Regions from separate parts of the Mus musculus genome. Here all the other regions are linked to region 3. The links are chromatin contacts, called in public HiChIP or PLAC-seq and promoter capture Hi-C maps. All regions are on one chromosome and are shown on one strand. The core of a region is the stretch at or near the end of the contact, and the rest is flanking DNA. Distances in the headings are between cores, read along the strand shown. Region 1 overlaps Tnrc18 (trinucleotide repeat containing 18). Region 2 has its middle 5.8 kb from the start of Actb. Region 3 holds the start of E130309D02Rik (RIKEN cDNA E130309D02 gene). Region 4 holds the start of Fbxl18 (F-box and leucine-rich repeat protein 18).

The links. Promoter capture Hi-C pulls out the DNA fragments that hold promoters and counts their contacts. HiChIP or PLAC-seq counts read pairs in DNA pulled down with a chosen protein or histone mark.
Region 1: an HNF4G HiChIP or PLAC-seq map of pancreatic cancer cells shows a contact between it and region 3. The contact joins the enhancer-like site here to the promoter of E130309D02Rik in region 3. A contact is called at or near these places in 5 of 115 datasets of contacts at active chromatin or transcription factors (the 230-238 cell line, bone marrow-derived dendritic cells, bone marrow-derived macrophages and 2 more) and 1 of 9 other capture datasets (adipose tissue).
Region 2: a contact with region 3 is called in an HNF4G HiChIP or PLAC-seq map of pancreatic cancer cells. The contact joins the enhancer-like site here to the promoter of E130309D02Rik in region 3. A contact is called at or near these places in 1 of 39 promoter capture datasets (erythroid cells), 1 of 484 Hi-C or Micro-C datasets (regulatory T cells), 8 of 115 datasets of contacts at active chromatin or transcription factors (the 230-238 cell line, the NIH/3T3 cell line, bone marrow-derived dendritic cells and 5 more) and 1 of 9 other capture datasets (liver).
Region 4: a contact with region 3 is called in a promoter capture Hi-C map of pre-B cells. The contact joins the promoter of Fbxl18 here to the promoter of E130309D02Rik in region 3. A contact is called at or near these places in 4 of 39 promoter capture datasets (embryonic stem cells, erythroid cells, liver and 1 more), 8 of 484 Hi-C or Micro-C datasets (CD4 T cells, CD8 T cells, the G1E-ER4 cell line and 4 more), 5 of 115 datasets of contacts at active chromatin or transcription factors (bone marrow-derived dendritic cells, effector CD8 T cells, embryonic stem cells and 2 more) and 1 of 9 other capture datasets (liver).

Annotation. Positions count from the first base shown.
Region 1 is chr5:142,806,084-142,813,203 of GRCm38.p6, forward strand. All of the region lies in intron 2 of Tnrc18 (trinucleotide repeat containing 18), which reads right to left. It overlaps Gm31365 (a long non-coding RNA gene), which reads left to right and starts at 6,010. Exons shown (of 3, transcript XR_377182.4): 1 at 6,010-6,698. Within about 2 kb of position 1,843, at least 33 of the 459 cell types and tissues checked have an H3K27ac peak or open chromatin away from gene starts, as enhancers often do. A contact at or near this core is called in pancreatic cancer cells, where this site is marked.
Region 2 is chr5:142,908,925-142,916,149 of GRCm38.p6, forward strand. No RefSeq gene overlaps it. Among named protein-coding and RNA genes, the nearest start is that of Actb, 5.8 kb to the left of the region's middle. Within about 2 kb of position 3,612, at least 80 of the 459 cell types and tissues checked have an H3K27ac peak or open chromatin away from gene starts, as enhancers often do. A contact at or near this core is called in bone marrow-derived dendritic cells, embryonic stem cells, liver and 2 more, where this site is marked.
Region 3 is chr5:143,309,859-143,317,195 of GRCm38.p6, forward strand. E130309D02Rik (RIKEN cDNA E130309D02 gene) reads right to left here and starts at 5,502. Exons shown (of 6, transcript NM_172726.4): 1 at 5,045-5,502; 2 at 4,320-4,541; 3 at 1,853-2,018. The coding sequence starts at 5,236. It overlaps Zdhhc4 (zinc finger, DHHC domain containing 4), which reads right to left. Exons shown (of 8, transcript NM_028379.5): 8 at 6,631-6,974. The coding sequence ends at 6,684.
Region 4 is chr5:142,889,548-142,896,874 of GRCm38.p6, forward strand. It overlaps Fbxl18 (F-box and leucine-rich repeat protein 18), which reads right to left and starts at 5,691. Exons shown (of 5, transcript NM_001033312.3): 1 at 5,563-5,691. Gm38733 (a long non-coding RNA gene) reads left to right here and starts at 5,757. Exons shown (of 2, transcript XR_003955825.1): 1 at 5,757-5,920.

The DNA of each region.
Region 1 (7,120 bases), core at 593-3,092, 510 kb before region 3:
AAACTGGCTTAAATAAAACAGTAGTGTTGCCGGCCGAGGCTCCTTTAATTCCAGTGATGAAGAGGCAGAGGGATGCTCTGTGAGTTCGAGGCCAGCCTGGTCTATAGAGTAAGTTCCAGGACAGCCAGGGCTACACAGAGAAAGCCTGTCTCTTAAAACATTAAAATAAAACAAAAATTTCCCTTGTATCTCATATATATCAAGAGAAGGGAATAGAACCGGGTAAGAGGTTAAAGAAACCTCACTTACCATAATAATAAACATCTGCAAGGCCCCTATTGCATATCAGACGCAGTGTTAAATGCTTTATTTGCAACACTTAATCCTTGAACCGGATCTCCGAGTATCCTATTATCATACCCCATTTTATTTCACTTTGCATATGTGCACTATAGGCGTTTCTGCGTGTATATGCATGTGTCACATGCTTACAGGGTCTGCAGAGGCCAGACACAGAGTCAGACTCTGCAGAACTAGGAGTCAAAATGGTGTGAGCTCTTGTGTAGGTGTTGGAAATCGAACCCAGATCCTCCGCAAGAGCAACAGATGCTCTTTACCCGCCGAGCCATTTCTCCAGCCCACCCATTTCATTTTTTCAATGCTACACTTTTTTCTTTTCTATTCTCTTTAAAAAAAAAAAAATCCTTTGGCTTTTTTCAGGACAGGGTTTCTCTGTGTAGCCCTGGCTATGCTTGAACTCACTCTGTAGACCAGGCTGGACCAGAACTCAGAGATCGGCCTGCCTCTGCCTCCTGAGAGCTGAGATTATAGGCCACCACACCTAACTTGTTTTGTTTCTGTGATTACATAGCACAGGCAAACCTGAACTCACTATATACCCAAGGGATCATGCTCTTGCACTACTCAGTCAAGAGATCCATCTGCCTTTGCGTCCTAAGTACTAAAATTACAGGCACATACGCACCACCATGACAGTTAATATGACTTAGTCAAATCCAAAGCATCATGCATGCTATGAGCTACATGCTCCTCCTGCTTTGGTTGGTGTTGTACTTTGAACTTTTTGAGACAGGGTCTCATTATTTAGTGGCACTGGAACTCTCTCATTATATAGTCCATGCTAGCCTCCAATTCAATAGCGATCCCTGTCTCCCAAGGGCTGGGACTAAAGGCCTACCCCACTGGGTGTGGCAGCCTTGAAGCCTAAAGATTACAAGTTTGAGGCAAATCTGAGCTCTACTGAATCCCAACCTGGGCCACACAGGAAGACCCTTAAAAAGTCAAATAAACCAGAAACTTGAGATGAAAGCAACCAAGTCTGGGTGTGTGGGGATGGTAGACATACTCGTGATCCAGGCATTTGAGATGTGAAGGCAAGAGGATCAGGAGTTCCAGGCTGGAGAGATGGCTCAGTGGTTACCAACACTGACTCCTCTTGCAGAGGTCCTGAGTTCAGTTCTCAGCAACCACATGGTGGCTCACAACCATCTGTAATGGGATTTGATGCCCTCTTCTGGTGTGTCTGAAGACAGCTACAATGTACTCACAAAAAAAAAAAAGGGGGGGGGCGGGGGATCAGGTATTCAAAGCTAGACTGAGCTACATAACATGGAAGCATTTTAGTCTGGCTATTATAAAAAAAAAGGGGGGTACAAATGAAAAGCAATGAAGACCTGGGGTACTGCTCAGAGGTAGCTCCAAGGCCTCTGGGGTTGATCCACCAGTCCCAAGATAAAATAAAAGCGTAGGTTGACCCCCGGTGGCTAAGGACTATGCTCCAACCAGAGAGCGTTAGAAGGAAATTCCAAAGCCCTGGGAGAGGTGTGGACGGGCCTGAGGGATCTGTGAGTCACCCGCTAATGATGTCCGTAATTACAGCAATCACTTTTTCAGTGACTTCCAGAGGGCTGGGCCTGGGTCAGGCACCTGGCCTCAGCCTGCCTCATCAAATGTCACAAGGCAAGGTAGCGTTCAGTATTAATTGGTCCACTTTGTAGATGGGAAAATTGAGACTCACAGACTCATCAAAGGCAGAAAATCAAGACTTCAGTCTCAGGCTTGGGCAGGTGTGATAGGTCACAGGGCAAGCTGATGGTTTAAGCTCAGTCCTCTGGACCCAAGTGGTCGGAGAGAACTGAGTCACACCAACTGTCCTCTTGAATATGCACTGAAGCATATACACATGTGCACACAGAAGCACTCGCATTCACACATACACATGCACAATAAGTGGCAAAAAGAAAAGAAAAAAGGAAGAGGAATCCAAATAGTGATTGGTCATGAACGCCGTTCATCCCTGCACTCACAAAGCAGAGGCAGGCAGCTCTCTGTGAGTTTGAGGTCACCCTGGTCTACAGAGCAAGTTCCAGGAAAAACAAACAAACAAACAAACTCATTAAAAATAAATAAATAAGGGCTGGAGAGATGGCTCAGCAGTTAAGAGCACTGACTGCTCTTCCAGAGGTCCTGAGTTCAATTCCCAGCAACCACATAGTGGCTCACAACCATCTGTAATGGGATCTGACTGACGCCCTCTTCTGGTGTGTCTGAAGACAGCTATAATTGTAATCACTCATAAATAAATAAATAAATCTTTAAAAAACATAATAATATAAATAAATAAATAAATAAATAAATAAATGGAAATAACCATCAGCCCTAGAACAGGCAGCCTCCAGATAAAGTAGCTTCTTATCAAAGGATTCCAGGTTCAGAACTGCTAAGGAATGTGTGAAATTGTTAGAAAGGGTATTTGAGCCCCAGCCCCTCACTGGGGGATTCTAGGCAGAGCTCTACCACTGAGTCACGCCCCCAGCCCCTCACTGGGGGATTCCAGGCAGGGGCTCTACCACTGAGCCACGCCCCCAGCCCCTCCCTGGGGGATTCTAGGCAGAGCTCTACCACTGAGCCACGCCCCCAGCCCCTCCCTGGGGGATTCTAGGCAGGGGCTCTACCACTGAGCCACGCCCCCAGCCCCTCACTGGGGGATTCTAGGCAGGGGCTCTACCACTGAGCCACGCCCCAGCCCCTCACTGGGGGATTCTAGGCAGGGGCTCTACCACTGAGCCATGCCCCCAGCCCCTCCCTGGGGGATTCTAGGCAGGGGCTCTACCATTGAACCATGCCCCCAGCCCCTCCCTGGGGGATTCTAAGCAGGGGCTCTACCATTGAGCCACGCCCCCAGCCCCCTCACTGGGGGATTCTAGGCAGGGGCTCTACCACTGAGCTGCATCTCAGCGGTCCTACTTTTTATCTTCAGTCAGCACCTCACTATGTGATAGCTTTTACTTCCACCAAAGGCAGATATGATGCTTCTCTGGGCAAGAGGGATGGCAAGGACCCCTGGCTCCTGGCTGGGGATCTGACTCAGTGACATGTGCACATGACACTGGGTTTCACTGTCAGCAACACAAAAATAAACAAACAAACAAACAGGCTCAGCTTTAGATGGTGGGTTTTTCTTTTGTTGATGAGTTTTGTTTGTTTTTGAGACAGTCCACCCGTGAGCCAAGACTACAGGTCTATGCTACCAATGCAGGGCTGCGGATCAAACCAAGGGTTTCACCATGCATGGTTAGTAAACATTCTATCAAGTGAAGTGAAAGTCCTGGTCCCTTTAGTTGGGGTTGGAATGCCTGCCGAGATGGCAAAAAGGAGTGGAAGCAGAATCAGATTTGGCAGCCAGTCCACCAAAAGGAGTCAAGACCATCCCTAACTGGCCACAGCTAAGTCACATGGTTCACTTGTAGACTGAGGCAGGATCTTAAGTTCCAGATTATGTTCTCAGATATGCAGGAAACTGACAGTCCACCGGGGCTATAGCAGACCCTGTCTTCTAAATATGATATCTATGTGTACATACAGGTGTGTGTGCACGTGTCTATTTATATCAACAACAACAACAATAACAACAACAAAATACAAAAACACCCCACCACCCCAAGCGATTATCATATACAGTCCTAAATTCCAAGCATTTAAGAGGATGAGAATCGAACCATAAATTCCAGGCCAGCCTGAGCTCCATAAAACTCTTGTCCTAAAAGGGAAAAATAAAAGTCAGGCGTGGTGGTGCACGCCTTTAATCCCAGCACTCTGGAGGCAGAGGCAGGTGGTCTCCTTGAGACTGAGGTCAGACTGGTCTACACAGCCCGGCGAAGTCCAGGCCAGTCAGAGCTATACAGTGAGGCTTTGTTTAAAAAAATAGAAAGGGGATGGAGGTGCCTCAACCCACCTTGTCCCTGTTCCTCCCACCCTATGAACATCTCTGACCAAAACCCAGGGTCTCTTTCTTTGTATGTATGTGTGTGTGTGCGTGTATATACATACACACACGCACACACACACACACACACACACACACACACACACAGCTCCTTCCACCATGTAGATCCCAGGGAATCAAAATCAAACTCAGGTCCTCAGTTTACTCACAAGCGCCTTTACCCACTGAGCCATCTTATACACACACACACACACACACACACACACACACACACACACACATCCTTCCCCTTGTATGCTTATTTTGGAAGAATTTCAACTTTAGAGAAGCTCAAAATAGTTACAATGAACTACCATCACCTTCGCAGGCTCTAGTCACACCTCTTAGTTTGTTATCTGCTGTTACCTGCCGTCTCCCTTGACGATGCCGGGACACTTATATTGAAAGTATTCTTTTTTTTTTCCCCACTTGCCCCAGCCGTCTGCAAGACAGTGGCAGACATGGTGTCCCTGGCCCCTAAATTCTGAGTCCTTATTCCCAGGAAATAAGAACAGCATTTAAACAGCCGAGGTAGCGACTGGTGTCTGGGGATACTGTACTGACTCACCGCTGTGGGCTGATCTGCGGCTCATATTCCAATCTTTCCAATTGCCTCCACGATCCTTTGAGACGGTTTTTCCCTTAAACCAAGACCTAATCTCGGCTACACACTGCCTGTAGCCACAGTCAGTTTTTCCGTTTCTCCTAAAACACTAACAGCTCCCTGCCTACCTTCGCCTTACACACCACTGACTTTTTTTTTTAAGTCCATGCCAGTTTTGTAAAATGGCTGTTTAAAATTCCAAGACTTCATTGCTGGTTTTCAGGGACCGGGCAAGATCCGCCCCACCCCATCCAGTCTATCTCCCACTGGGCTCTCAAACCTCTGATCCCTCACCCAGCACTGTCTCTGCATTCTGTCAACTTTCTGCTCTTCAGACACACAAAAGAGTTCATTCTGGGGATGGCTGAGGTCAAGCCCTCTGACCTGGCCCTTCACCCCAAGGGCCAGACCAGACCCAGGGCGTTTTATTTCCTACATGGCCTGTGTCCTCATGATTTGTGTGTTTATTGCCTGGCTCCCACACTAGAAAGTTAGCCCCAAGGAGGCGCAAAGCCTTCAGTGTGTTTGGTTCCCTTACACAGTTCCGGGGCCCAGTGCGGTTCCCTGGTGAGCAGAGAGGCTCTTAGAAACCATTTGCCAAGCAAATGAACGGGTCGATCGAAGAAGGAAGGAAAAAGCAAGGCTTGGACTGGTGAAGCTCCAAAAGGCACCGCCAAGATGAGCCAGAGGGTAAAGTGACCTGTGGCCACACCTGAGTCTGATCCCAGGACCTCCCCACTGGGCAGGAGAGAACCAACTCCAGCAAGTGGTCCTCAGACCTCTGCAGGCAGGTGTGTGCACAATGCAGGCTGGTGTGTACACAATGCAGTGCGGTGTGCGCGCACACTCGAACACACACACACACACACATTGAAAATAGAATTTAAAAAAAAAAAAGAAGACAAACAGGAGGTGATCACGTTAAGAACCAGGGAACCCAACGGGCCCTCCTAGGTTCTAGAACCTTCTCCATGCCTTCCTTTACTGCCTTCTGACCAAAGGGAGGGTTCAAGGAGAAAAAAACAAACAAACAGCCTTATCTTCTCATCCCTCGTCTCCAGCAGCCAGTCCTAACTGATTAATCTTTCTAAATCAATCCCAGGAGGCTGACAGGGTGGATTCCAGAGTTGGGAGCCCAAGGCTGGTTGCCTATTGTCCAAGGGCCAGGTCAAAGTGCAGTACCTCCTGAGTCTACATCCCTGCGTCCCGCCCCTCATTCAGTCCAGGGTGTGGGTTCAGAGAAAACAAGCATCCAGATACAAGATCTCGATAGCCACACTTCACACTGAAAGATGGATCCTTCCCAGGGCCCCCCAACTCCAGAAATGAAGTCTCACTGACAAGCTGTGAATATTCACTGCTCAAACTACAGCCGGACCTTACAGCAAGGGGAAAGAAAGAAGTCGTCACCCCTGCTTCAATCTGACGGGTGTATGTGTGTGGTGTAAGGGTTGGGGTGTATGTGTATGTATGGTGTGTATGTATTGTGGTGTGTTTGCGTAGTATGTGGTGTGGTGTGGTGTGGTGTGTGTGTGTGTGTGTGTGTGTGTGTTTTCTAGATTTTCTAGGCTGGGCTGCCCCAATTACCCCTGCTCCCTCTATCTCTGCCTCTGAGTGCTGCATAGGTAGGTGTGAGCCTCCATGCTGACACCCCGTTCTTTATTTTTAATTTCACCTGAGGAAGGGGCTAGAGCCCTCATACAAACCCACATCAACGTAGAAAGCTTTGCCTACAACGGACCCTCACCCAACAGTGCTGCTCCCCTGAGGTCACCAGGCCAAGCTCCCCCTGCCTACTGAACTTTCACTAGGACTTCTGCACCCCAGCAGCCACGGGCAGGGGCATCCTCCAACCGGACCAGCCCAGAGGTAACAAAAACCCTCTTCCCTCTAGGCTGCGTGACCCTAGCAAATCGCTCAGTTTCTCTGACATTTTATACAAAAGTAAACAAATAAAGACCGGTCTGCCGGTCTGATAAGGCTGCCAAGATCTAAGGAGCTGGCAGCCAGAAAAAAAGCACTGGGTGGTGCCCCTATGCAAAGGTCTAGCACCTGCACCCCCTGCAAAGAAAGCCAGGTGGGGGAGGGGTGTCTGGAGTCTCCATCCCCGCCAGCTCCTCCGGTTTGAATGGGGTGCAGTCCCATTTCGTGGTTAATGGGATTAAGTACGGCTTCAGCTCTGGGCCTTGACCTGCGGTCCGGTCTATCTGCCCCATCTGGAGGTGGGGGACAGATGGGACGAGTGGGAAGTCATAGAGCTTCGAGGGCCTCCACTCTTCCCTCTCGGGCAA
Region 2 (7,225 bases), core at 2,362-4,861, 400 kb before region 3:
TCCTGCTCTTCCTGCCTCAGCTTCCTGTGTGCTTATGAAGACAGTCATGGTGCCTATTCAGGCTAGTCTTAATAACTCAGCACCTCCCCCAGCCCGGACAACATAAAACAAGCCAGCCCTTTGAGGGGCCCCATCACCCCCCACTTCCTTCCACTAACACACACACACACACACACACACACACTGAGGGGCTCTGTTCTGTGGAATGAATGAGAGATCGTCTGGGTGTCCTCAGCCCTGACAAAGGAGAGGTCCCTGAGAGGCCGGCAGAGGTGGAGGGGGCCTCAGCTGTTAAGTTTGGGGTGCAGACAGGAGACGGAAAGCACAGAACAGGGTGGGGGTGGGGAAAAGAGGAAGTGGAGGAAGGGGAAGGCAGAGGAAGTGAAGCTGGCCTTCTCCAGAGAACTTTGCCCTCACAAAGAGCTGTCACTGTTACTGTCAGGCACCCAGCTGGCAGCCACAGCCTGGCCCAGAGCATGGGTGACACCTGTAGCTTTAGTGCACTTCCCCCCACAAGGGTCCCCTTCCCTGAAAAGCCTTGGGACGAGAGAATATTTACAACCTAATTCAAGGCCCACTCTCTGATCCTCCTCTCAGAAGCCATATGTCACTTCTCCTGGGGACATTCAAGCCCAGCTGGCCAGGAAGACCCTAAGCTGCACATTTTCAAGTGAGAAATTGAGGAAGAGGGGAACTTCCTGTCACAGTAGCAGGAGCTCTGTCCAAGAGGGCGGGTCCCTGCAGACAGCAGGATGTCAGTAAGGCACTAAATGAATGAGGGAGGGCCTGGAACGTTCCAGAAAACATACTCCCTTTTTACAGGTTCAGAAAACTGAGATGGGCCTGACAGAGCGCCCAGTGCTTTAAGATCCAGCCATAATGCCTCTGTACTCAGGGGCCCCTGAGCTAACAGCCTGCCCTCTGCCTCACAGGGCCCCTCCCTGGGTAAAGTGGCCTCTGGAATGTCCCCGGGGACTAGGTCCAAGGACTGCTCCAAAGTTGGAATTCCTGGCCCCACCTCCTCCTTAGTACATATTTCTATCTCTCAGAGTTCAATGAGGGCAAGCCAAAGGCCCTGGTCATACGTAGGGTACCACCGGAAAAGTCTACTGGATGCCTGCTTGCAGGGCCACCTCACCCATGCTCTGATAACCCTGACTCCGCAGGGCTTTTTCCTACAGGAGGTTTGTCCAGGAGTGTGGGTTCCTCCAGCTGATTAACTTCTCAGCCTTTGGGGCCAGCTTCAGGCTGCCCTCTCCAGGCCCAGAGAGCAAGTGATCAGGGAAGATGACCCAGAAAAGGAATAGCCTGGGGCCAAAGCAGATGGCCCTTTCTTCCCAAACAGCTTCGGAGTTACTCAGTTACCATATCTGCTGCCTGCCTACTCAGCAGCCAAAAGGCTCTGTTCTGAGCAGAGGGAGTAAAGCAAGCATGTGCCTTGAGATAGCCCTAAAAGAACGTTCGCTGGTTCCGGGAAGGAAGCAAAGATTTACTTAGGGAAGTCTTTTTTCCCCCCGAGTTAGGTAGCTCAGTGGACAAAGGCACTTGCTTCCTTACTGTCTGAGATTAACCTCTGGAAACCACATGGTGGAAGGAGAGAACCAACTCCCTCAGTGGCCCTCTGATCTGCACATTAAAATCACACCACACATTCCCCACCACACCCACACCCACCCACCCACCTCCACACACAAATAAATGGAGGGGTTTTGTTTTTTGTTGTTATTGTGTGTGTGTTTGAGACTTCTTTTTTCCTTTTTTGGGAAGGGGAGTTTGCCTCCCTCCTAATTTTTGAAGATTTATTTATTTTATACATATGAGTACACTGCAGCTGTCTTCAGACAGAAGAAGGCATCAGATCCCATTACAGATGGCTGTGAGCCACCATGTGGTTGCTGGGAATTGAACTCAGGATTTCTAGAAGAGCAGTCAGTGCTCTTAACCACTGAGCCATCTCTCCAGCCTCAAGATAGGTTTTTTTTTTTTGTTTGTTTTTTTTTTTTTTTTTTTTTTTTTTTATGTGGCCTTGGCTATTCTGGAACTAGCTCTGTAGATCAGGCTAGCCTCGAATTCAAGACGACCATCCTGCTTCTACTTCCTGACTGTTGGGATCAAAGGTGTGCGCCACCATTGCCCAGCCTAAAATATTTGAAAAGGTTTATGTATTACTTTCACTTAGGTGTACCTGTGTGTGCCTGCAGGAGTTTATGTGTAGCACATGAATGCAGGTGCCAAACAGTTGAAACCCACCTCATGAGGACGCTGGGAACGGAATTCAGGTCCTCGGCAAGAGCAGTAAGTATTCCTAACCACTGAGGCATCTAACTTCTGACCTAGAACTCTTGATCCCCAGCGTCACGGGGAACGGTACCACACTCAGTTTACACAGTGATGAATTCTGAGTGTGTGTAGAGGGGGCTGTGTACATGTGATAGCTTGAAGAGTCAGGTCTCTTCACCTTGTGGGTCACCAGGGATCATCAGGCTTGGTGGTAAGCTTCTTTACCCACTGAGACATCTCACTGGCCCGTGTTTGCTCATTGGTTTTTCTTTACGGCAAGTTCTCATACAGTAGCCCAGCCTGGCCTCAAATCCAAGGCCAAGCACTTAGATTAGAAGCACGCTCCATTGAAATGGGGGAACTTATTAAAGTTCTTGGGAGAGTTTTGAAAAATCCTTTTAAAAACTACCTTCTGTCTTGGCCCCCTAGGGCACCAGGAAAAACTGCCCCACCCTTCTGGGGAGTTCCCAGACTTTCAAATTCAGAGTGATTTATTCAGAAACAGAAGAGAAACTTCCAGGTCTTCCCCTTCATACGCACTAGTAGAGGCCTTTCTGCTTGCCCTAGGGCAAGCAGGATTCCTGTTCCTTGCTTCCAGATGGGAATGCTACCCAATGCTCAGTGGGAAGGCAGTGAGGAATGGAGGGAGGCTAGGGTATGGGCTGATCCCTGGATCCAAATGAACAGCCTGCAGGGGAGTGGCCACCAGCTCTCTGTCACCCAGAGGCTGACCTTGCACTCTGCTGGTTGTCTAGGTAGACCAGAGCGCATTATGGGGTGACAATGAGCTGGCTCATTGTCCAGCTAGTTCAGATATTCAGTCAAGGTGATCACCAGTTCGAGGTCTGCCAAAGGTATATAAAGAACTTGTCTCAGAGAGTTTGAAGAAATTACTCAGTGGTAGAGCATTTGCCTAGACTACTCCTGGGGTGGGGGGGCTGGGGGGGGGCTCAGTGGTAGAGCACCCGCCTAGACTACCCCAGTTCGGGGTTGGGGCCTGGCTCAGTGTAGAGCATCTGCCTAGGTCCTTACAGTGAGGGGCTGGAGGTATGGCTCAAGCAGTTGCTAATTCCTGATGGGTGTTGTGGTGCGCATGTTTCATCCCAGCACTAAGAAGGCAGAGGCAGGTAGATCTTTAACTTCCGAGGCCAGCCTGGTCTACACAGTGAGTTTTAGAACAACCAGAGTAACAAAGAGCAACCCTGACTCAAACAAATGAAAAAAGAGTGGCCCCTGAAGCATACAAAACCCTGGATTCCACCTCCAGTACAGTAAACAATACAACAGGTAGACAGTCCAGAGTGTATAGGAAGCCAAGGTCTAAAGGTCAGGCCAATGCTGGATCATGTAGTCAATATCAGTAGAGGACTTAGCTTTAACAACCAGTGTGGCAGTGTACGCCTTTAACCCCAGCACTCAGGAGGCAGAGGCAGGTGGGCCTCTGTGAGTTTGAGGCCAGCTTGTTCCAGAACAGCCGGAGCTACACACTGAGAACCTGTCTCTAAAAACCATTAGATAAATAAATAGATAAAAATTCAGCCTGCTCTGGCTTTTGGAAATGCCCCTTGTAAGTAGAGAAGTGTAGTTACCTAGGGTTGCCCGCCTTGGAGGAAGTGGAATTGGGAGGGAGACTTGGGTAGATGTAGGTGTGTCTGGCCACAGCTGACTCATAGGCTGAGCCCTAGGGGTCAGCCTGTGCCTTCCCTCCTGGCCTACCCAGCTTGCTGAGAGCCTACAGGGCACTAGGAGCTACCCCTAATTTGCCACACCCCTACCCAGTCAGCCGGAATCTCCCTGTTCCTTAGATGAGCAAACGAGATAGTATCAGACCAAATATGGTGGCATGGGCCTATCACTCCAGCTCTTCCAGGGGCTGAGGGACTATGACTAGGAAAACGGGAGGAAAGACTATTTAAAAAAAAAAAAATAAATGACTATAGTGATGCACAGCTATAACCCCAGCACCTAGGAGGCAGAGACAAGCAGATTCTATGAGGTTGAAGCCAGCCTATCTAGTGAATTCCAGGCTAGCCTAAGCAACATAGTAAGACCCTGTCTCAAAATAAAAAGAAAAAAGAAAAAAGAAAAAGAAATAAAATTTCGAAAGGGCTGGTTTTGTTCTCAGTTGTCCAGCAGAACTGAATGGTAAGACCTTATTACTGAAGACACACTAGTCTTTGGTTTCAGAGCCTAGAAAAAAATCCCCCTTGAATTGACCTGAAAAATTCCTCTCTGCTGGCTAGCTTTCATGGTTCTGGAAGGTGCTAGCTATGTAGGCCACAAGGGTGGGGTAGGGGTGAGCATCAGTGGTATTACCCAGCAGCGAAGCCTGCATGCTACAACGGTGACCTGCCAAAGATCTGTTCATTGGTGTAGTAGCATTGGCATGAAGGCTAGGGCGGTAACCACTGCTTTCTGATTGGAAACCAGCAAGCAATGTAGGTGTAGACTGTAAACCTTGCCAAAAGCCCATGGCTCTGAAGATCACAGGCCCTAGGGAGGAATCTCCTACTGTTGTTTTACTAATGAATATCTTGTCAAGCTCCCTTCCAAATATTCATGCTTACACCCATACATTGACGTTGCTCCTAACATTAACCAGAACAGCCTTTCTCAAGGGGTCAGCTGTGAACACAGTCATGAGTCTAAGACTAGTGCTAAGAACAAGTGAGCAGAAAGTGCTGAACCCTAAATGGGTCATCCAGGGCTGGAGAGATGGCTCAGAGGTTAAGCGCCCTGGCTGTTCTTCCAAAGGATCTGGGTTCAATTCCCAGCACCACCTGTCTTTGTCTGTCCCCTTCCAGTTCCAGGGGACCTGACACCCTCACACAGACATACAGGGAGGCAGAATGCCAGTGCACACAGAATAAAAATAAATAGTAAGGTATTTTTAAAAATGAGACATCTATATCAAATTCCCACCCCACCTTCTTTTTTGTTGTTGTTGTTTTTTGTTTTTCGAGACAGGGTTTCTGTCCAGGTGGCTGTCCTGGAACTCACTCTGTAGACCAGGCTGGCCTCAAACTCAGAGATCCACCTGCCCTCTGCCTCCCAAATGCTGGGATTAAAGGCATGCGCCACCACTGCCTGACTCATCCCACCTTCTAAAAGTCAGAGAACACACCAGAAAAGAGAAGGGAAAAAAATGTAAGAGCTGGAGGATGCCGAAGAATCTTCTGGAATAATACTGTTTGGAGACCTGATGTGGCCTATTAGCTAGAACAGCTCAGACAGAAGCAGCCAACAAGATGTCCCAGCAGGCTGCATGGCTGAGCAGGACACACCTTGAGTCCTAGGACTTAGGAGGCAGAGGCAGGCAGATCTCTGTGAATTCCAGGCCAGGCTGGTCCATACAGTAAGCTGCAGGCCAGCCAGGACTACATGAAAACCTTGTCTCAAAACCAACACAAGGGTGGAGATGGGGACCTGGAGGTGGGGGGGGGGGTGACTGGGGAATGGGTCAGATACCTAGGGGAGATGGTAGGGGAAAGTAGGGGTTCCTGAGGGGAGCTGCAGAGAAACTTGGGGTGTACATGATCAAAATACATTGTTGACATGTATGAAATGTTCTACATTTCATACATGGGTGTGGTGGCATACAATATATTATATTGTATTCTATTCCATTAAAATAAATAAGGGGCCAGAGAGGTAACAGAGGTTAAGAGCATTTGTTGCTCTCGTAGAGAGGGCCAGAGTTCAGGTCCCAGCATCTATTACTCCACAACCATCTATACCTCCAGTTCCAGGGGACCTGATGCCCAGTCTGCACTAGGCACATGCGCGGTACACACACAATGATGTATAGGCAAAGAACTCCTACACATAAAATGAATAAATCTTTTTTAAAAATGTTAAGTACGTAAGTAAATAAAAAGGACTGGTAAACCAAGTCATGTCGGCTCAGTCCTGTAATCCAGTCCCTTGGAATGAATGACGTAGGGTTGCCAGGGACCAATGGGACGAGGCTGTGAGTTTCAGGCCAAGCTAAGCCGCAGACACAGACACCTCTCAAAAACAAACAAACCAACAAGGGCTGGGAAGTGGCTCAGCTGGTGGAATGCTTGCCTAAGGTCCACAAGGCTCTGGGTTCCTTCCTCGATTTCATGTATTAGAGGCGTGGTGGTGTATGCTGTATTCACACTCAGGAGGCAGAGGCAGGAGGGCTGGAACAAAGTTACCTTCAACTCCATAGCAGGTTCCAGGCCAGTCGGGGTTCCACGAAATCTTGTTTCAGATAAGTGAATATGTCAACAACAGAGTGCGGTGGGGCCAGCCAGGTGTCGCGGTGGCTGTAAGACCTCATTCAGCAAGTCTGGCAACCTGTGCTTGCTAGCCAGAAGTCACAGCAGAAGCAGAGAACCGACTTCTGAAAGCTGTCCTCCTACCCCCGTGGGCTTGCCGTGACAGGTACATGGTCACGCACCCGTCACACACGCTGTTAATACAATCTTACATTTAAACTTAAAAAAGAAAAAAAAATCAGTGAGGAACATTCTCACTGTGTAGACTTAGCCAGCCTGGAACTCTGTGTGTAGACCAGACAAGCCTTGAACTCAGAGATCTGCCTGCCTCTTCCCGCTTGTGTGCTGTGATTAAAGGCCTGCCCTACTTATGTCTGGCTTAGAAAACAAAAACTTAAGGTGGTTAGGGGTGTTGTTCAGTGGTAGAGCACGCACCTAGCATATAAGAGCCCTGTGTTTAAATCCTCATGTGCCACATGAGGTCCTGTGACAAAAAACAGTAGCAACAACAACAAAAATGGATCAACAAGATGGCTGAGCGGTGCCCGGCATGGTGGCGCACGCCTTTAATCCCAGCACTCGGGCGGCAGAGGCAGGCAGATTTCTGAGTTCAAGGCCAGCCTCATCTACAGAGTGAGTTCCAGGACAGCCAGGGCTATACAGAGAAACCCTGTCTCGAAAAACCAAAAAAAAAAAAAAAA
Region 3 (7,337 bases), core at 4,252-6,751:
AGAGTGTGCATCTATGCCCTGGGCATGTGCGTGGCACGTGTGCTTAGTGACTGAATTCTCCATTCCCACAGGAGAGACCTGTGCTCTTGAACCCGTTTGCCTGCACGTATGTATGTGCATCACAGGCACGCATCTCCGCGCTTCTAAGAGCAGAAGGCGCCTCCAACCTGAAAGTGGCACAGGTTAAGCAGTAGAACCGGTAAGATGGGGACAAACACATGGCCATGGGGCTGGGATGGAACAGGAAATAGACAAGGTTCCCAAAGACTCTCAAACTGCTGGCTGAGCTGCCAGAGCTGCCAGAGCCAGACAAGACACTACCTGTCAGCCCCCAGGGCAGCCAGGGCAGAGGACAGAGGGAGGAGACTGACCCCTGAGCACAAAAGCAGGCTCACTCCACAGAAAGCAGCACAAACACCTTCCCTTTGTGGGAAAACCCTGAGCCTCAGGCATAAGACACCGCAGGGGCCATTGCTGACGTGAAGCCCCGGCTTCTTCACCTATTCTCTCCATCACAGACACATTCCTGGGACAGCATCAACGAGCAGGGCTTTCTGCGCAAGTCCTTCCACATCTGTGTCAACTCTGGCCCCTACTTCCTGGCTGTTCTTCCAGAAGACCCAGGTTTAATTTCCCAGTACCCACTTGTAGCTCACACCTGTCTATAATTATAGACCTAGGGCATCTAACACCCTCTTCTGGCGTCTGTGGATACCAGGCATTCATGTGGTGCACAGATATACATGCAGGCAAAACATCCACACACGGGAAGAAAACAAGAAGGAGGAGGAAGGAGAAGAGTAAGATGGTGTGATGGTTTGTATATGCATGGACCAGGGAGTGGCACTACTAGAAGGTGTGGTCCTTTTGGACTAGGTGTGTCACCGTGGGCGTGGGCTCTAATATCCTTGTCCTAGCTGCCTGGAAGTCAATATTCTGCTAGCAGCCTTCAGATGAAAATGTAGAACTCTTAGCTCCTCCTGCACCAGGCCTGCCAGGATGCTGCCACGTTCCCACCTTGATGATACTGGACTGAACCAGCCCCAAATGTTGTCCTTTATAAGACTTGCCTTGCTCACAGCAGTAAAATCCTAACTAAGACAGAAGGGAAGGGGGAAAAGAAGAAACCTTAAAGATAGATGGATGGATGGATGGACAGATGGTAGCTGGATGGACAGACAGACAGATAGATGAGCACTTGCTGCTCTTCCAGAGGACTTATGTTTGGTTCCCAGTTTCCACACTGGGCACAAGTGCCTGTGCCTTCACCTTCAAGGGCCCTGACACTCAATTCTGGCTTTCTTGGGCACCCACAGGTACCTGTCATACCCCCGCCCCCCATGCACATAATTAAGAATAAATCTTGTGGAGAGGCAGTCACATGTCTACGGAAAAGTACCTGTACCTGGTTTCCTACGCTCTTATTTCCGACATTCAGACCCAAACTGCGAAGAATTGAACAAAGCCGCTTTTAGCAAGTGGTAAAGACTGAGATGCTGTAAGGCTAGGTTTAGCCCCACAGTAACGATGCATACGTTGCAGTTAAAAAAGTCAGTGGCAAGGGTCTGGACAGTGGGTAAGAGCACTCGCTGCTCTTACATTGAGTTCAGTTCTCACATTTGGACCATGTGTAACTCTAGCTCCAAGTGCCTCTGTGGGCACTGCACACGTGACACCCGCCCCCCAGACACAAACCACAAAATAAAACAAAAGCCAATGTAGTCACTGGGGCATGAGGTATTCCAGGGCAGAATGCTTGTCCAGCATGCTCGAAACTCTGGGTTCTACCCCCAGCACAGCAAGAAAGAAATACACAAAGCTGGTGTCCACCAGAAGCTGCTCGGACACTCACCTGATGACAGGTCGTAGAGGGCGGTCACGGACGTTATGAACTGGCAGCAGAAACGAGGACTGGCACTAAAGATCTGCTTCAGTGTCTGAACGGAGCCCGGCACCAGACAGCAGTAGTCCTCCACAAGCACTCTGGCAAGCCTCACGCAGTAGACCACGGGCGTCCGCTGGGAAGAAGCCACAGTCCAAGTCACTGAGGAACCCTGAGCTGGCAGGTGACAGCTGCGTGTAAAGAGTGAAGACCACCCACGTGGGTGGAGCCACTTCGGGGCGGGGAGACCTGCTAACAGAGCCCCTTGGGGTAGGGTCTCATCATCTAAAGCCCATGGCACCAGTCTACCACCACTTCCCAGCCACAGGGGAGCACAGCTCCACAGGGGCGGCCAAGCTAATCAGCCTGCTATCCCACACTCCAGCACTAGAGGGCAGAAGTGCGTTCTTGCAAGAAGGACCATGCCCACTACAAAGGTGGAATAGTTACATAAATCTGCCTGTCTCGGTTGAAAGGTGACTTTGCCGAGGAAATGACAATTTCTGAAGGACACCATACATCAAAACTACCCATTACTACCACTGTGAGGTTTGGAAGAGTTTGTGAATTATCACATGATGAAATGTTTGCCACAAGCCCAGCAGTGGTGGCGCACGCCTTTGATCCCAGCACTTGGGAGGCAGAGGCAGGCGGATCTCTTGAGTTCCAGGACAGCCAGGGCTACTCAGAGAAACCCTGTCTCAAAAAAACAAAAACAAACAAACAAAAAAAAAAAAGTTTGCTACAGCTGGGTGTGGTGGCTCAAGGCTCGGTCTCAGCACTAGGAAGCCTGGGGCAAAAGGATTAGGAGGTTGTAGGCTGGCCTAAGCTACATAGTTAAACTTGTTTTTCTTAAGATTTTACTTTTCATGGTGTGTAGCCCCGTGTGTCTGTTTGAGTAGACCCATACATGTGCGTAAAGGCATTCAAGGAGAACAGGGGGAAGGGATTCCCGGGAGCTGGAGTTATAGGCACTTGGGAGCAGGATATGGGTGCTCTAAGAACTGGATTTGGGTCCTTTGTGTGAACAAGTCTCTTAACTCCTAAGCCATCTCTCCTTCCCTCCGCATACTGTTTTAAAAATCCAATCATTTTGCCTGAGAAATAGATTTTCCATTTATTCTGAAGATGAGGCCTTTTTGTTTTGTTTATCAAAAAATTAATTTAAGGCTGGGTGTGGTGTCACACACCTTTAATCTGGGGAGGCCAAGGATGGCAAATCTTTGTGAGTTAGAGGCCAGCCTGGTCTACAGAGTGAATTCCATGCCAATCGAGGCCATACAGTAAGACGCAAACTGGGAGGATGGTGGGGGATGGTTGGTGGGGGATGGTGGAGGATGGTGGGGGATGGTGGGGGATGGTGGGGGATGGTGGAGGATTCAGCCAGTTAAGCTCTTGCCTTGCAAGCCCGACAACCTGAGAGAAAGCTCTGTAACAGCATAAGGACAAAAGAAGTAGGGGGCTAGACAGGCAGCTCAGTAGTTAGGGGCACTGGCTGCTCTCCCAGAGGACCCAAATTCGATTCCTAGCACCCACATGGTGGCTCACAACCATTTGTAACTCTAGTTGCAGGGATCGAAAGCCCGCTCCGCTTCCAGCCTCCACAGTGTGAGCAGCAGCATACAGGTGGTACACAGACACAACATCCCCACGCAAAACAGTTCCACATTAACAAATAATTTTACAAATTTAAGATGAAAAGGAGCCAAGGAAGCCAGGTGGCGGTGGCGCATACCTTTAATCCCAGCACTCGGGAGGCAGAGGCAGGCGGATTACTGAGTTCAAGGCCAGCCTGGTCTACACAGTGAGTTACAGGACAGCCAGTGCTACACAGAGAAACCCTGTCTCAAAAAAAGGTGACAGTAGTGACCCGACTTCACACAGCTGTCCTCAGGCCTCTCCAGATGTGCTGTGGCACAGGCAACCACACACACATCACACATGCACAGTAATACTAAAAGTAAGCTGGGTGTGATGGCATACACCTTTAATAGCAAATGCTAGGGAGGCAGAGACACCTGGTCTGGGTTGAGTTCAAGGCCAGCCTGGTCTACATTTTGAGATCCAGGACAGCCCAGGCTACATAATCAGAACCTGTTTCAAAATGAAACAAATCCTAATTTTACTACTTTGTGTACAAGAAGGCTACAATTCCAGAGCCAGACACGTGGACCCTATAATCCTCAAGAGACTCAGGTAGAAGGGTCATGAGGGTTGAATTCAGCTTGGGCTACATACCAAATTCTTTTTTCAAAAAAAAAAAGTCAATCAAAGAAACAAAAAAAATGTTTGCTCCATAAAAAAAACGGGACTGGGTGTAGCACCCAGGCAGGGATGATCGATGACATCACGCACGTGTAAAAGACCTCTACGAACATCCAAACTCTTGTTATCCTGTCTACGGAGACTGTGGGAGACGCTATTTCGAGAGCAGTACCTGGAGCCAGGAGGCCGCACATTCCAACACGGGGATCCGACACACGGCCACGGCCATGGAGACCAGCTTTCCCAACAAGCTCATTCGGCTGTCGTCGGCTTTGTTCCCTTGGGGGCTGAAAAGGGAGGAGAAAATGATCTGCCGCACAGAGTCCTTGCTTTGCTCCTGGAAGTAACTGCACATGATTTCAAGAAGCTGGAGCTCCTGGAGGGAATTCAGTCTCTGTAAAAACAAACCCGGAAGAGAAGCTGTGAGAAGAGGGCCTCCACCTGCCCCTTAGCTCCCACCCTAAGAGATTAGGGAAGTGGATGCTTAGAATCCCAGCGCACACGAGGCTGAGTCTAGCCGATAATGAGTTTCAGGCTGGCCCGAGATACATGGTACACAGAAAGACAGTGTTTGAAAAAGGAAAACAGATCTATTCTTTTTCCCAGGGTGTATTTTTTTCACCCTTCAGAAGCCTAAGCCCGGGGGGGCTTAACTCTATGAATAAGCAAAGGAAAAAACCCTGCATCTAGTTAAGCGACATCCCAGAGGGATGTTAAGTAGCCAGTTCACAAAGCCACCACCCCGGATCATTCATTGGTGGGCGACTGTCACACGCCTGCGAAACGGGCACGCGGCTGAGCAACGCCGCTGGACTGCAAGGCCGGGGGAGCGGAAAGAGGAGCGAGACCTCGGGGCGAGCTCCTGTCACCGAGCGAGGGCACGGCCGGGGCGGGCACCTTGGGCTGCGCGCCGCGCTCCTTGGGCACTTGGAACACGAACTCCTCCAGCAGCTCCACGGAGCCCTTGTCCACGATGGGCAACGGCGCGCTCTGCAGCTGGCTGCTGAAGTAGATGTCCAGGTGGTACAGCACCTCCTTGGCGGCGCTCAGCGCGTCGCGCCGCAGCAGCGAGTGGCGGATGTCGCTCATGGTGCGGCCGCCCTGTCCCCGCCGCGAGTCCTACTTCCGCCCGGAGACAAAGAGGCGCGACCGGCCTGGGCCCCGACGCGGGCAGGGTCGCGGCGCCCGCCCGCCTCTAACAGGCGCCAACCCGCTCAGGGGACCATCGTCGCCGCTGCCGCCGCCGCCACGGGCCAGCGAGTATCCTGGGGTCCGACTGCGGCGCCGCCCAGAGCCGCGGGAGCCGACGCCGCTCGGCCGAACCGGCGGCTGAATGGCGACGGCGGCCCGCAGGGGCCAAGCTCGGGCTGCGGCCGCGCGCTCTCGTGGGCGCCCCCTGGCGGTGAAGCCCGCACGGGCAAGCACGAGGCCCCGCCCCGCCGTCTTCGCAAGAGTTTCTCCGGCTTCAGAGGTGTTTGATTATCAGACACTCGGAGGTGTTCTGAGCCGGCACCACGCACCCAAGCCTTCTCATGCTCCCCTCCAACCAGGACGTGCTCTGATCGCCCCCGGGAGTGGGGCGACTACTAGGACAAATGATGCTTGTAAGCACCCCCACGCCCTGATCCTTCTGTTCCAGGGTCAGTGTTTCCAAATTCTCTCCTGACTCCTGGACCCTCTTAACTGCTATGCTCTAGCCCAGCCCAGGAGGACTATGGGAATCTTAGTACAAGGTTTAGCCCACGTGCTCCCTGTTCCTGAAAACCCTCCCACCCTACAACACTCCCACTCCCCAGCTCAAGATTTCTATACAATCTATGGGCGATGGTTTATTTACAATTTATACTAAACTAGCTGTTAATGAAGACTGGAGATTTTTTTTTTTCTTTTGGTTTTTCGAGTCAGGGGTACTCAGTGTAACCCTGGCTGTCCTGTAACTCACTGTGTAGACCAGGCTGGTCTCAAACTCAGAGATCCACGTTCCTCTGCCTCCTGAGTACTGTGATCAAAGGTGTGCACCACCACCGCCCATCGGGGAGTAGAGATTTTAAACAGAATGGAAAAGTCTTGCGTGTGGCTCACAAATACAATGACTAAGAGGCCTATGGCTGAGAGGATTTAGTTAAGATGATAAAGGGCCCCTGCCTGGGAAAGAACAGACCAGGGAGAGAGTGCAGCTGGGCACAGCCCAGAGACTCTCTTGTACATCAGGGAACAGACTTTATGGTCCTAGTTCAGGCGCCCAAGGGTGCAGTGAAAGAGGCAAAGGCCTCCTTGTCACCCAGAGCCTTGGACATCTCTTGACCCTTCTCACACTAGGACCTCAGAAGTTACTGGATCTAGCAGAATATAGGCAGGAGGGAAATCTGCCCTGGGAGACACGAGAACTCAGCAAGCCTAGCTTCCCATCTCTTTTTCCCCACTAAAGCCCACTCACGCCCACACAGCAGAAACCAACACAGACAATGATGAGAAAACAAATATCCATGTGTACAAATAGGTGTGCACTGTATTTAAAAGGCAGGGCACTTCCGCTCTATTTCTCCTTTTTCTTGTAACTGGGGGTAGCAGGTAGAAAGATCTCTCGAAGGTTGCTCCTAAACCCGTGGGAGTGAATGTTCTGGTGGATCCGGGGCTCAGCTGATGGGGACCAAGCCACCAGAGGCCAGCGCTGGCACCAGGCCCAGTCGCCTTTATACCATTCATTTGTGGTCTGGTTGGTGGCAGCCAGGTACAGAGCAAAGCACAAGTAGCCAGCCAGGAGCATGCTCAAAACGATGACAAAGCCCAGTAGGAAGACAATCCTTGGAAATGCCAGGAACAGATGCTGTGGGCAGAAAACCAGAGTGTTAGCAAATAGCCTTCAATGCCTGAGCACCAGCCCTGACCCTGTGGTGCAGACTCATCACTCAGCTGACCTTCTGCATCAGATCTGACCCACCAGGCAGTATATACAGCTGAAAAATGTGCCAATGCCCCAGCATTCATGAGGCCCCACACTCAAAATTCCCTATTTCTCTTTCTCTGTCTCTGTCTGTCTCCCTGTCTGTCTGTCACATGCATGTATTGCACAAGTGCAAGCACACAGATACACACACATATGCACTTCAGTTGCCTCAAATCTGACCCTTGGAACATAGATCTGAGTCACAGTCAACACAGACACAGGCAGGCAGCCCAGGCATGAGCC
Region 4 (7,327 bases), core at 4,441-6,940, 420 kb before region 3:
CAGCTTGTACAGCCTACAGTGCACACGGCCTATACAGTGCACACGGCATACAGCACGCACATACAGCATACAAGGCACACAGCAACATACAGCATGCACAGGCCCGGGAACCTCGGCCTGCACCTCTGCCCGTCTGTTTCCCAGACATTTACCCAAATAACAACAACAATTTATACAAGACACTGAGCAATTCCACAGGTTCAGGTTTGGAATATCCTGAATTTTCTCTCTTTTATTTATTTATTTACATCTGTGTGTGTTTCTGAGGAGAGAGAGAGTGTGTGTCTGTGTGTGAGAGAGAGTTGGCACACATGTGCCTGTGGAAGTCAGAGGACATCTTGTGAAACTGTGGAAGTCTGGTTTCTAAGCCACTGTGTAGGGTCTGGCATAGGGCTAAGGTGGTCATGGCTGGAGAGGTGGCTCAAGGTTACAAGCGCCCACTGCCCTTGCCGAGAACCAGAGTTCAGTTCCCAGCACCCTTGCTGGGTGGCTCCTGTCTGCCTGGGACTTCAGCTCTAGGGAATCTGATGGTCTCTTCTGGTTTCTGTAGGCAGCTAACATGCACATACCCCAAAACAGACAGACAGACAGACACACACACACACACACACACACACACACACACACGTTGCTGTGTGCACTACCAGCACTCAAAAGGAAGAGGCAAGCAAATCTCTGTGAGTTTGAGGTCAGTTTAGTTTACAGAGTGAATTCTTTTTTTTTTTTTTTTTTTAAAGATTTATTTATTTATTTTATGTAAGTACACTGTAGCTGTCTTCCGACACTCCAGAAGAGAGAGTCAGATCTCATTACAGGTGGTTGTGAGCCACCATGTGGTTGCTGGGATTTGAACTCCAGACCTTCGGAAGAGCAGTCGGGTGCTCTTACCCACTGAGCCATCTCACCAGCCCCTACAGAGTGAATTCTAACACAGCCAGAGCTATATACACACTAAAATCCTGTCTTGAAAATTAATTAATTTTTAAACATTTAAAAATCTAAAAATAAAAATGAAAAAAAAGCCAGGTTTTCAGGCTTGGTGTCAAGCTCCTTGGCCTCTGTGGGTTTGTTGTTGCTGTTGTTGTTTTGTTTCTGATAGACAAGGGTCTCCTGTAGCCACATGCACTATGTCCACCCCCCACCCACCACCCCACCCCCATCATGGGGCAAGCCGCCTACCCTCTTCTACCCTGGCTCTGTCATTCAGTGTAACCTGAAGATCATTCGCAGCCAGTCTTGTGTGCAAACATCAGTGCTCCCTCTGTTGTCCCTCACTTCCAGGACATGTCCAGAGAGGAGGAGGCAGTGGCAGAGGCAGCAGGTGACACCCACCTGCTTGGCTTCTCTGATGAGATCCTCCTACATATCCTGAGCCATGTCCCCAAAGACCAGCTCAATGACTGATCCTCCTGCCCCCCTTCCCAAGGGTTGGCTGGCTGCTTTTGTATCTGCAGTACTGGGGATGGAGGTGGGGCTCCTGAATCTCAGACGGAGACTCAGATGGGCTCTCACCTGAAGCTACTTCCCAGCTCCCTACAAACGGCAGCAACTGCAGGAACTGAGGACCCCTCCTCCACTCAGCTCAGCACACTCTCAGATGTCCAGATCAAAAGACGCCAGCCTGCTCTACATGCTGAGTTCCAGGCTACCAAGGCTACCCAACAAGTCCTTGTTCAGAGAGAAGAAAGAAAAGCTGGCTAGGCTCACAGGTGTGCCCTATTACTCCTATCTTACAGCAGGTGTGCCCTATTACTCCTATCTTACAGGAGGGTTTCCTTGTTTGCATCCTGTGTGTAAGTGTGTTATGTATATGGTCACACATATGTGGAGTTGTGTGTGTGTGTAAGCCTGGCTGGACAGGGAGTGTCTTCCTAAGTCTCTGTCCTATTTGTCTGAGGCTCATCTAGACAAAGCAGTCATGGAGCCCCAGGACCCTCTGCCTCTGCCCCACTAGCATGGGATCCGACGCACAGACACGATGCAACACCCTGCTTTGCTTTTGATGTGGCTGCTGGAGATACAGAACAGGCACTTTACTGACTGAGCCGTCTCCCCAGATCAAGGCTTTTTTTTTTTCTTAACTGCCTGAGAAAAAAAGCACAGAACCAGGCCGACCTGAGTCCAATTCACAGCCACCCTGTGCCATACCCACTCTCCCTGTAGACAGCAGGCTCCTGCCAGGATTTACTTATGGCAGCTCAACTGGAATACAATTGGCTTAGAACTATGACACGCCAAAGCTGGCTAGCAAATTTGAAAAACCAAGCCTAGCGGTGCGCTCCTGTAATCACACAGGCATATGCACAAATGCACACATGCAGAGTCACCAGGTTGACTCAGGCACTGCTGCTGGGACGCACTGATTCTAGTCTTTTATGTGGATCCTCCTCCACCCGAGCCCAAAGCACTGCTTTCACCCCCAACCCCAGCCGTTCTCTTCTTCACTGGACCCTAGGCTGTCACACTGAGAATTACCCTGTGAATCCTACACTTGGGAGGATGAGGCAGGACTACAGAGTAAAGGCCGGCTTGGTCAGCAGTCCTCCCCACAAATCCAAGCGGAAAATGAGAAGTCCTACCCTTATGATTTCCCCTCCTCCCTCCTGAGTCCTCCATCCACCGCCAGGCAGTTCGCAGTCCGGGCTTTGGCAGCGGGTTTGTCAGCATGACTTTGAACCCACAGTCTCTCTTCCTGGAGAGATGCCTTACTCGTACGGAGCTTGCCATACAAGCACTAACACCTGAGTTTGGATCTCCAGCACCCTTGTTAAAAGCCTAGAGTGGCAGCTTGCAGCTGCAGTCCTAGCAATGGGGAGGTGGACACAGAAGGATCCCTGAAGATGCCCAGACAGTCAGCCTAAATCAGTGAGGTTCAATGAGACCCTGTCTCAAAATACAAGACGGAAGGGCTGGAGAGAGGATGGCTCAGCTGTCAACTGAGCTCTTACAGAGGAGCCAGGTTCAGTTCTCAGCACCCACACGATGGTTCACAACCAGCATTAACTACAGTTAAAGTCCCAGGGGCTCAACTCTCTTCTGGCCTGTTGGCACTTTGTACACACGGCACACGTACATACACACAAGCAAGCACTCAAACACACATTCACATTAAAAAAAAAAAAAAACAAAAAACAACAACAAAGCCGGGCGTGGTGGCGCACGCCTTTAATCCTAGCACTTGGGAGGCAGAGGCAGGCGGATCTCTGAGTTCGAGGCCAGCCTGGTCTATAGAGTGAGTTCCAGGACAGTCAAGGCTACACAGAGAAACCCTGTCTCGAAAAACCAAAAAAAAAACCAAAAACAAAAACAAAAACAAAAAAAAAACACACTTGCTGGGTGTGGTGGCACAAACCTTTAATCCCAGCACTTGTGGGGACAGAGGCAGAAGGATCTCTGTGAGTTAAAGGCCAGCCTGATCTACATAATGAGATTCTGTCTCAAAAATAATTAATTAAAAAATGCTTTCTAGGGCTGGAGAGATGGCTCAGTGGTTAAGAGCACTGACTGCTCTTCCAAAGGTCCTGAGTTCAATTTTCCAGCAACCACATGGTGGCTCACAACCATCTGTAATGGGATCCAATGCCTTCTTCTGGTGTGTCTGAAGACAGCTACAGTGTACTCACAAAATAAATAAATAAATACATCTTTTATTTTAAAAAATGCTTTCTAAAGTAAAGAGTGCTTGTGGACATCCAACATTGATTTGGGGCCTCCACAAGCACTCCCACATTCGAGAGCACGCACAGGAGCCAAGCACAGCAATGTGGGTCTACAGTCCTGGCTACTTAGGAGGCTGAGACGGGAAGACACCTTGAACCTGTGAAGTTGACAGCAGCCTAGGCACCATAGCAAAATCTAATCTCAGAGGCTCAAACCTTACTGGCTGGCTATGTTGCTCACTCAGGGAACAGAGGAGCTTTTGAGTCAGGACTCCATAGGATCACACGAGCAGACATGTCTATTTAATCCCTAGGACGTAGAAGTCATTGAGAGCTACTAATACAGCAATACTATCCTGGAACTCCTCTTGCTAGAGACATAACTTTCTACCACCTCACTCCTCTCTCATTAGTCTAGAGCTGGACCACACACTCTCTTTCCTGTCAATCAAAGAGACACTTCTGAGTCCAGTTTTCTTCAAAGAAAGAGAAGCTTCCAACAGACCCCAGACATAGTCCTCATACCCTGGAAAACACTTGTAAGTCTCACTGGATAAATGCAAGGAAACTCCTAGGACTTAAAAGTGTGCCCAGAGATCAGCAAGACGGCTAAGTGAGCAAGAGAGCTTGCCTTGCAAACCCGATGACCCAAGTTCAAACCCTGGGACCCACATAAAATGCTGGATGCAGTGACCCACATCTGCCATCCCAACACTGCTAGCGCAAAGTGAGAGGAGGAGATAGGGGCATCTGTCAAAAGCTCACAAGCCAGCTACTCTGGAGTATACACCATCAAGAGAGATCCTGTCTCAACTGGGGGGAAAGGCAGAAGCGATAATTTAGTACTACTCTTTCGGAGGACCTGAGTTCGATTCCCAGTACCCACACTGGGGAGGCGAATAACCACCTGTGTAACTCCAACACCGGGTGCACATGATCCTCTGGTCTCCTCAGACACCTGTACTCATGTACACATACCCACACACAGTTATACATACACACATACACACACACACACACACTAATATAAACCAGATAAAAGGCAACAACCAACTCTTCAAAGTGGTCCTCTGACTTCCACATGTACGCCACGACACGCACCCATGACATGCACATGCCAGTACTCACGCATACACACACGCTAATATGATAAATAGGTGTACCCCCAGATGCGAGTACCTAGGAAAGAACAAATATAACTCAAGATAGGGAGGAAGGCAACAGGGAAGCTACCAGGTGCTCCCCTAACCCCCGCCACGGCCCCATACTGTCGTCTGCAGAAAAAAATACTGCACACCCGTAACAAGACGCAGTGGGATTCTCCAGCTGACCTAGATCATAAAGCTCTGGGGTCAGTCCGACGCCCTATCACACTCCCGCGCATCACAAGTAGACTCCAGAAAGAAGTGGGCTGCACTTAAGCTGATAGAAAAAAAGAAGAAGCCAGGGCTGGGAATGGGGTCGAAGCCCTGAGTTCCACCCTTAGCTGCACATTAACCACCGCGTGATGATGCACACCTGTAACCCCAGATTTACAAAGGCTACAATAGAAAGATTGCTGTACGTTCAAAACCAGCCTGGGCTGCACACTGAACTCCAGGCTAGACTGGGCTACAGTGTAAAACAAACAAGAAAACACAAGCAGAAGGGACAACGTCCCATAGCTGCGAGGGCAGAGCCAACACACAAGGAGACGGGGGAAAGGCCTGGAAACTCAGCAGGCCACGTGAAAGGGTCCATTCTGGCCATCGAGATTGTGCGCCTGGGAACAGATGGGGTCAGGAGAGGAGAGGGCCTGGTAGGAGGGTAGGAGACGGCAAGGATGGGCCTTGGAATAAAGCCAGGGTCGGGAGGGAAGCCCAGAGGGGACTCCAGCCGCCGGGGCTGGAGGTGCAGGTCGTACCTCTCCGGAGCTAGCCGCCGGAGCTGCAGCCTCACAGTCCCCCAGCCTGCCAGCGTAGGGATGCTCGAAGCCGGCGCGGCCACAGCTCCACAGAGACCCCGGTAAGGGGCGTGGCTGCGGCGCACGCCTAGACGTACTTCCGCTTGCGCCCGGATGGACCCGGTGCGGTCGCCATGTTGGGTGTGGCATAAAGTACTCTCAGGATTCAGAGGCGTCCAGAAGGTCACGAGTGACCAGTCTCTTAAGCTACCTCCGCAGTTTCTTGCTGTCGCTCCAACAACATGCGTTCTGCTCCAGGCCTTTGCATTTGCCATTCGCGCTACACACTGCGCTCCAAGTCATCTGTCACAGCGCTCAGGTATCCTAGATAACCATAGCAACCTTCATGTGCACACGCTCCTGAATTTGCCCCTCATCTTGCGTTACAACTCTCAATAGCTCTTTGCACCGCCTGACTTGCTAAGCCTTTTTGCTTGTTTTGAGTCTCACTCTGTAGTCCTGGCTGTCCTGGAATTAGCTATAAAGACCAAGCTGGCCTTGAAGTCACAAAATCCGCCTACCTCTGCCTCCCATCTATGCCTAGGCCACTGTTTATTTAATGTATGTGAGTGCACTGGAGCTGTCTTCAGACAAAGTTTCTGGGAATTGAACTCAGGACCTCTGGAAGAGCAGTCAGTGCTCTTAACCGCTGAGCCATCTCTCCAGCCCCATCTTGTTTTGTTGTTGTTGTTGTTGGTTTTTGGTTTTGTTTTGTTTTTTTGTTTGTTTGTTTGTTTGTTTTGGGTTTATCGAGACAGGGTTTCTCTGTATAGCCCTGGCTGTCCTGGAGCTCACTTTGTAGACCAGGCTGGCCTCGAACTCAGAAATCCGCCTGCCTCTGCCTCCCGAGTGCTGGGATTAAAGGCGTGCGCCACCACGCCCGGCTGTTTTGTTTTTTAACACTACTGAGGATTGAACCTAAGGCTTCCTTTCATGCGTGCTAAGTAAGCACCCTGCCTGTACCCCCATAACTAAGCAGAGAGTCTGCCTGGTACTGTTCTTTGCATGTCAACACTGAACAAATAAATATTTGCTGAATAAATGAATAATAAATGTTTCCACGGCGTTTCCAGTTAAAAATGGTTTCCTAGAGCTCGTGAAATGACTCGTCAGGGAAAGGAGCTTGACTCTGACTGACCACCTGAAGTGAGTTTGATTCCAAGGACCCACACGCTGGAAGGAGAAGACTGCCTTCTAGAAGCTGCCCTCTGGTGTCTGTGTCTGCACTGGTCATGCACATGTGCTCTCGCTCGAGTGTACACAGAGAAAGAGTCAGGAAGGAAGTCCAGATGGTTTAAAATTAAGATAATAGTTTAATGGGAGCTGGGGATGTAGTTCATTTGAGTATTTGTCTAGCAGATACATAACCCGGGGTTCCGTCCCTGGCACTATATAAACCAAACCAAACGGAAACAATCTTAGGACTCAGAAAGTGGAGGCAGGAAGACCTGCAGGTCAAGGTTACCCTAGGCTATATAGTGAGTTTGAAGCCAGCCTGGTCTACATAGTGCGTTTCAGGACTGCCAAGGCTATAGAGGAACTAATACACCCTTCTTCCCTTGGGACACATAACTAAAATAATAATTATAAAAATTAATCAAATTATGAACACAGCAGGAAAGCTGAGTTTGAAGCCCCTGGTTAAACCCTCCAGTTTAGCATTGTCATCTACTACAGAGAAGAGAAAATTTACGAGCAACAGGAAGCCACAGAAAGGGGTGGGCAC